Linked DNA regions of Danio rerio: region 2 is linked to region 1. A link is a contact called in public HiCAR-type data. All regions are on one chromosome and are shown on one strand. Each heading gives the region's core, a stretch centred on a gene start, on an enhancer-like site or on the middle of the called end of the contact. The rest is flanking DNA. Distances are from core to core; before and after follow the strand shown.

What was found. HiCAR-type assays count read pairs that join an accessible place to other places.
Region 2: a contact with region 1 is called in a HiCAR-type map of caudal fin, with 5 times the contacts expected there. The contact joins two enhancer-like sites. A contact is called at or near these places in 6 of 18 Hi-C or Micro-C datasets (caudal fin, embryo, hematopoietic stem cells and 1 more) and 1 of 4 datasets of contacts at active chromatin or transcription factors (caudal fin).

What each region holds. Positions count from the first base shown.
Region 1 is chr11:26,187,653-26,191,248 of GRCz12tu, reverse strand. It overlaps a transcript of pnp4a not described here. Among named protein-coding and RNA genes, the nearest start is that of sox12, 53 kb to the left of the region's middle. Within about 2 kb of position 1,883, at least 17 of the 62 cell types and tissues checked have an H3K27ac peak or open chromatin away from gene starts, as enhancers often do.
Region 2 is chr11:26,320,755-26,324,350 of GRCz12tu, reverse strand. It overlaps a transcript of pnp4a not described here. Among named protein-coding and RNA genes, the nearest start is that of pnp4a, 18 kb to the left of the region's middle. Within about 2 kb of position 1,615, at least 6 of the 62 cell types and tissues checked have an H3K27ac peak or open chromatin away from gene starts, as enhancers often do.

The DNA.
Region 1 (3,596 bases), core at 634-3,133:
TCTGTAATCACTCCATATTGTTGGAGTTTATAGCCGTTTCGCTTTACTTCAGGACGCATTAATGCCGCTCTGAAGATCTAATCGCTGTTTTAAGTTATCCAGAGCTGGATGAATACAAATCCTGAATATCACAATATTATTAAATATTACAAATGTAACAACATAGACAGCAACACTTTTGCACAATCGATACCCAGCTGATTCAGTTGTTTCATAAGAGGACCGCGCTTCTTCTCTTCTTATTTCCTTGACATCATAAAGTCAGTGAGGTGCGCCTCGCATTTTTGGAATAAAAAAAAAAGCACGTTAGCTGTGGTCGGCCACTTGTTTTACTGCAAGATATACTTAACTTTGCGGAGACGATAACGTATAACCCGTTGCTACAGACACATTTGCCAAAGAAGCAAAATGGAAGAAGAATATTGCTGTTTGAAACAGACGTGTTAATGCCAAAAAAAGCGTTGATGTTGACCTGGATCTGCGTCATAAACGCAACAAATAGGCTTTACCTTTTATTTTACAGCTTATAAAGCATGTATGCACATTAATGCAATATCATATTTAAACAACAAAACTGTTAACAAAAAGTCAACACATGCGCACGTTGTTGTCTTTTCAACACGCAGCGCGCACTTGAACCGCGAGGGAGAGAAAGGAAACCATACATCAGGACATATTCTTTAAAATAATGATTTCTATTAAAAATGTAAAAAGGTTTTGTGATTATAATAATAACAGCGGGGCATTAAATAAATGCATATTTTCCGTAGAGCTGGCAATTTGAGGAAGTCTGCTTTTTTTTTTTTTGACGGAAGAAAAAAAAACATATGATTGGAAAAAAAACAGCCTATGCCAGTTATTAAAAATAATCAGTCAGTGTTTTCGTTTTGTAATATAAAATAATTATTTAAGTGAAAATAATTTAGGGCAGTCCTATTTATTTTATTTAGTTTATTCTCTTCTTCTGTGCTAAACACTGCAAGCGCGTGAAAATGCTCTGTTGTTGTGTTCTGTTATTAATATGCTAGCATATAAAAATAAATCAGTATTTTAAAATACAATATTTAATTTGTCGGACACAAAATAGTCACGTCAATTTGTTTAATATAAAATTAATAGTAATCTGACTAGTTAACCGATTAATGAGCGGTGGTTGTCGGTTAGCAAAATTAACCGAAATGAGCATCCCTAATTCCTTCATTTTCCTTCGGCTTTCATTCAATCGAAATATTTCATTTCAGTTGGCATTTTTTGTAGCTCAACAATTACACAAACAAACAAAAAGGTTACGTTAAACTATAAATGGCGATCTCTGTTAAACTCATTCACTCCAACTGTGGTGGGTCAAATTAAAGGTTACCATTGGCCAACTTTGGGCATCTCTGATTTAAAACTTTCAGAATCCTAAAAAAAAAACTAAAAAGCACTGAAAAAAATCTTTCAAAAACAATGTCAAAATTATTTTTGTTACAAAAAAAAACATATTAAAAAAACATTATAAAAGAATCTCATTATTCACACATTGTATTTTTACTGTGCAAATTGCAGGCAGCATGCAATTCAGACAGATATTGCATCAGCAGCACAATTTTGAATCTACCTGTTTTGCATTGGTAAAATAAGGCTCTAGGCATTTCTTTAGGCATAATATGTAGACATATTTTCACAAAACACCCTTGAGCACATATATGTATGTTCTTAATGTTTTTAAAGAAAGATAAAAAGCACATAAACATACTAAAATAATCATCTGTATAATTCAGCCTTACTGTCAAATCGAGTGCTATTTCTAGTATCCACCCTGTACTCACTTATGCATGTGTGTTTGTGTGTGTGTGTGTGTATGTGTGCTGTCATGTGTCTAAATGTTCCTCGGGGCTTTATCTAGTGTCACCAGGCATCAGACAGACTAGGCCGTCTCTGAGCCATGCGCTCGCCCATATACACCCTGATTAGGCTTCCCCCATCTCCCAAATGTGCACACTGACAGAAGGAATTGGACAAGGTCACTGAATGTTACCATGACAGCCAGACACGCAAGCTGGAAGGCTTCAAAGAAATCTCCTCCCATTCTGCTGCATAAAAAGCTTAGCATGTGAGCGCATGTGTGTGTAAGGTGAGATAGGGGAAAAATAAATCAAAAGCCAATATTAAAGCATTTTCAGATGTAAAATATTTGTATATGCTCTGATTTATATGCTCTGATAGTTCACCCCCTCAAAAAAATTACATTTATTGACCTTTAACTAACCCTCAAGTGCTTCCAAACCTTTATGTTATTTATTTATTTTTATTTTTGGCAGAACACAAAAGAAGATATTTTGAAGAATCTTGGAAACTGGCACACACACATAATATATTTTGAAATACATACAAGGGAAAAAAGATGTCATGATAATAAGATGATACTGATTTCCAGTTTTCAACACCTTCTATATATTAGTGCTGGGAAAAGATTCATCATGATTTGATGCATCCAAAATTAAATATTCTTTTGACATTATAAATGTGTTTGTATTATATACTGTCAATATATTTTATGTAAAAAAAAAAAACTAACATTTTTTTTGCATAGATATTTAAATTTATTTATAATTTGTATATATACAGCCACAATGCACTGCTATGAGTGTGATATTGCCTTTCACAGTTCGACGTCATATTAGTGTGTATAAAAAAGAAAATGAAACTAAAAAATAAGTCTCAAAAATCTTTTTGTACGAGGAATTATTTTTCTCCGTCATTCATTCACATCTGCAGCTGACGTCAGAACAGCAGAAACTGTTGCTACTTCGCCAACGTCATGACAAAACAGGTCATTTTTGCTCATATTTTAAGATTATAAGGCTGAACGACATGAAAAGCCATAAATCTACAGAGATTTCCCAGTATTTGCTGCAATTAGGATTTCAAAATAATTAACCCCGAAAAACCCAGAGCAAAGAAAACACTACCAGTTTATTTGGTATAAATACAGCACTACAAAATACAAAAGAGATCGACTCAGAATGTTACTTACCAGATTCATAATGATTTGTTCAGCTATAGTTTGAAACTTTCAGAGAAATTGTTGTTTTGCTCCCTCAAAGGATTTTTTATGAGGTCTCTGTCGCCATCTTGTGGCGGTACGTCAACCTTCACTTTCTTTGGTCTGTTTAGATGGCGGCCGATGCACTAAATACGATGCTCTGAAATTATAAATATTTTAAAATAAAATTTTAAGGCACTATCCTTATAAATACACTGCATAGCTGCAATCTAAACAACTACATTGTCACCTAAAAAAGCCTAAAAAGTACACTATGTTGTCCAACAACAGCAATATTTCTCAAACTGCAGAGTGTCCTCTGCTTGTCACTGTATGTGGGCGGAGTAATACACAAGGCTGAAGGGTGAAGAGGTGGTACGAGCGCTGTTATTTGTAGATTATTGCACGGCTTTCAGCCAATAAGATTCAATAACCAGACAGAACTGTTGTATAAATATACCATATATAAAATGTTCTCAAATATATCCATGCATGTGTGTATTTAGTAAAGTTTATTTATAAACCAATTTTGAGAGGATCATGTGCTTACTATTGCTTGCAGATTGGC
Region 2 (3,596 bases), core at 366-2,865, 130 kb before region 1:
TGACTGTTACACTGATTCCCCATTTAAAACCATACAAGTGACCCATCTTGTGTATTCTATAGACGAATTACCATGTTTGTAAACATTCAGGATGCGCACGCAGGGAGGTGGCAGAAAAAAAAAACGGGATAGCTATCATTTACAGCGAGGGAATGACATCTGATGCGGTACAGAGTTTGTTGTTGTCTTAGAAATAAGATATATTGATTACATATTACATATATATATATATATATCATTTACATAATGCTTTCAGTGTATAAAAACAGCTCATCACCCAGTGATAAGCACATCGATTCGGCAAAATTAACGTTAAAATGAGCGGCGTTCATCTGAAAGGTCCATTTGCGATTGCACCCTCCCAATAGACATTGGATAAGACGAAATGACCAAGCATCTAGCCAGAAATATACAATCTCATTGAAGCTCCAATTGATTTTACAAGAGGGAAGTTAAAGGCCTACAAGTCTTTGGATGCGCACAGTTTTGTTCTGTGTGGTCATGTGCAAGGAAATAATGTTCCATGATTACCAGATTTAACACTATGTAGAGCTAAAAACCGAAGTTCTGCCTAGCCAAAGACATGGAAAGATGGAACTGTACAAGGCCTGGGTAAATAATTATCAACACGCAAAACAACTGCATTCTGACAGCGAACTGCACTTGTACGGCAGGGTATGTGAACTTACACATAGAGGTAAAGTTGGTTTTATATATCGCACGTTCAGACTTTCTCCTAAATAATATAATTTCATAAAAGTATTATTTGCAAACTCTAAATAGCGAAATCATATAAGCAGCCAGTGACTATTAAAGTACAACATTGTTCACAGTCAAATAAAGTGTTAATGTTGTTTTCAAGACTCACTTGCAGGTTATTTCTGACAGAATATTCAAAGTTCTGTGGTAAACAATATCGGGAGTGTCACAAGTTATCACTGAATGAATGTTTGAATATAAAACCAACTTTACCTTAATAACTTACACTTTCACTTTTTATTCTTAATTAACCATGTTTAACTGTTTATGCTGAAATCATTGATGCAATCAAAAACGAGTAATGTGTATGAGTCAGCATAGTGTGAACTTAGAGTCGAGCATTTCTAATTAGGTCTTCAATTCATTCAGCTCCGTTTTAGCCAAAGACGTCGAATTTGGCATCCTACTGCACAACACCACATGTTTGCTATTGCAGCCGATCTTTTTTTGCAACCGGGCACCCGTGTGACATCATGTGTGACGTAGGTTGGTAAATCGTCTATAGTTTTTGTACTGATGTAATGAGGTCACAGGTTTGCAGAGTAATTTAGAACAGCTTCAAACGTGTCTCGACCAATCAGAATCAGGGATTGAAATGATCTGTTTCATAAACTTGAATTTAACATAGTCCACTTATAGACTGTATTAAGAAAATGCATCTTGATACCAGGGAAAACTGGGCCCCAGAGTTTGATTGCACGTATCTGCATATTTGTTTGAATGTTTGGTCTCTGCGGCCTCACCTCAGCTGGATCTGTGTATCCATGCGATGTGCGAGTGAATGCACCGTCGCTGTGAATTAAGAAGGGACGGCTGACACCCGGCTGGCTGAGTCCAATAATGGGACCCCTGCTGCGGGGAGGGCCAACACAGGCAGAGGGGGCCCTCCGCGTGGGGGTCACGCTCCACTACACTCACAGTAAGGGGACATGGCACTGTCACTCACAGATATGGAGATATTTCTCCAGACCGCCATGAAGTCTGCAAGGGTGGCATGCGGTGTTATGACAGGTCAGATTCTGAGATGGGTAATTCTTGGTAAGTGCGCGTACAGCAGCTGAGTACACCAGAAACCTGTCAGGTCCGGAAACCATATGAAATATTTCTAAAAATCAAATTGTAGAATTGTACTCAACCATGAATTTCTAAAGATGCGCTGCATTAACTATGGGTAAAAAAGCAGAAATTAAACTATTTCTAGCACTATTAAACAGAGTATAAACAAACATGCACAGAATGGTTATGACTACTCATGATATGGTATTTGTTATTCAAAGATGCATTAAGTGACAGTAAATGTATAATAATTAATAAAAATGTATAAAATGCATAATGTAATTTTTTCATTAAAAGGATTCTAAAAAATATGCTTATTTAAAAAATTGCATTTTTCCTACTTAAAGCATAGAACACTACTTAAAGCATACTGTATTGTTTGTACTCATCTTTCTGAATTGTCAATGAAGGTAAATTTGTAAATATAAATGACAATAGGAAAAATGTTTAAGTGTAATAATATGAAGAAAGTACAAATTTAGAAATTCATTTAGTTTCCAAAACTTTTAAACTAATTAATTTTTAAAGGTTTGGTCCACAGTGTATTTTTAAGCCTTTGTTGTGTTTATAAGATGCAAAGCAAGGTGTGCTCATGCTTCACTTGCAGAAAATCATGTTATTTTTTCATATATCTTACTATTACTCAGCTAACATGAAAATGACATGTCATATTTCCTAGTTCCTCTGAAAGGGCCACACTGAAGAGGCTCTGATTGGTCAGCTAACATAATGTGATACACGGATCGGCTTCATGTCACCAGTAAAGCGTCATGCCTCCACATGCCTCCTCTGCTGTGTAAATAGTGTCAGTTAGAGTAGCTGTCCTAATCAGATAGAAAATGAAAAGGATGAACCTCATGCCTATACTCTCTAAAATAAAATCTAACAACTGTCTGTAACGAGTGAAAATAGAGTGTGGCTCCTTTAAGAGAGAATTGCCATTTTGTGTATGTTTGTGTGAACAGTCTGTGAACAAGCATGTGTAAGTACTATGAAATGTTCACACATCTTTTGTGAGTTTGTTATTTGAGATGTAGAATGCAGGGAAAGCACTGCATAGAGCGACAGAATGTGGGTGTTTACAGCGTTTAAATACGAATTTGTAGCTAAATTGTTGCTTGTGGGAGCTGATCTTTTGATAAGTTTTCAGCCAAATCCAGCACTGAACTGGGAGAGATTCTGGAAGCTGTTCTTTGTCAAATGCTTGCTACAGATATTTTTCGAATGTTTGGAACATAATTAAAGTTACGCACTTTTCTCTTTGTGTCATGTCCTTTGGAAGCCTAAAACAGTAGAAACATTGTGGAAATAGCTATAACATTACAGCGCCTCTGACCACACCCCTTTGCTGCGCAGGGTGAATGTGCATAATCTGAAGGGTTTATAATTTCATTAACCCGGATGTACATTCTTGTAGTCCCCAAACTTCGTTCGCTGTAGGCTTTGTTAAGCTATCTCTGTAAAAGCCAATGTTTCCCTTTGCATTGAACTTTGAGCCTATTACATTCAGAGATGTTGTTTATGTTCACACAGCTACATTACACATCAACTAAAGTGTAAAATATTATTTAAATTATATAAAGACACAAAATATGAATATACCAAATTGAATATAATGAACAAAGCCTTAAATCAATATTTTAAAATGATTTCTGAAGTATCATATTGAAGACAAGAGTAATTATTATAGTGTTTTTTATTATTAATTTTAAAATAATTTATAGATATTTTTAAACTTATTACAAGACAAAACTGATAATCTAATTTGTAAAAATTGTACA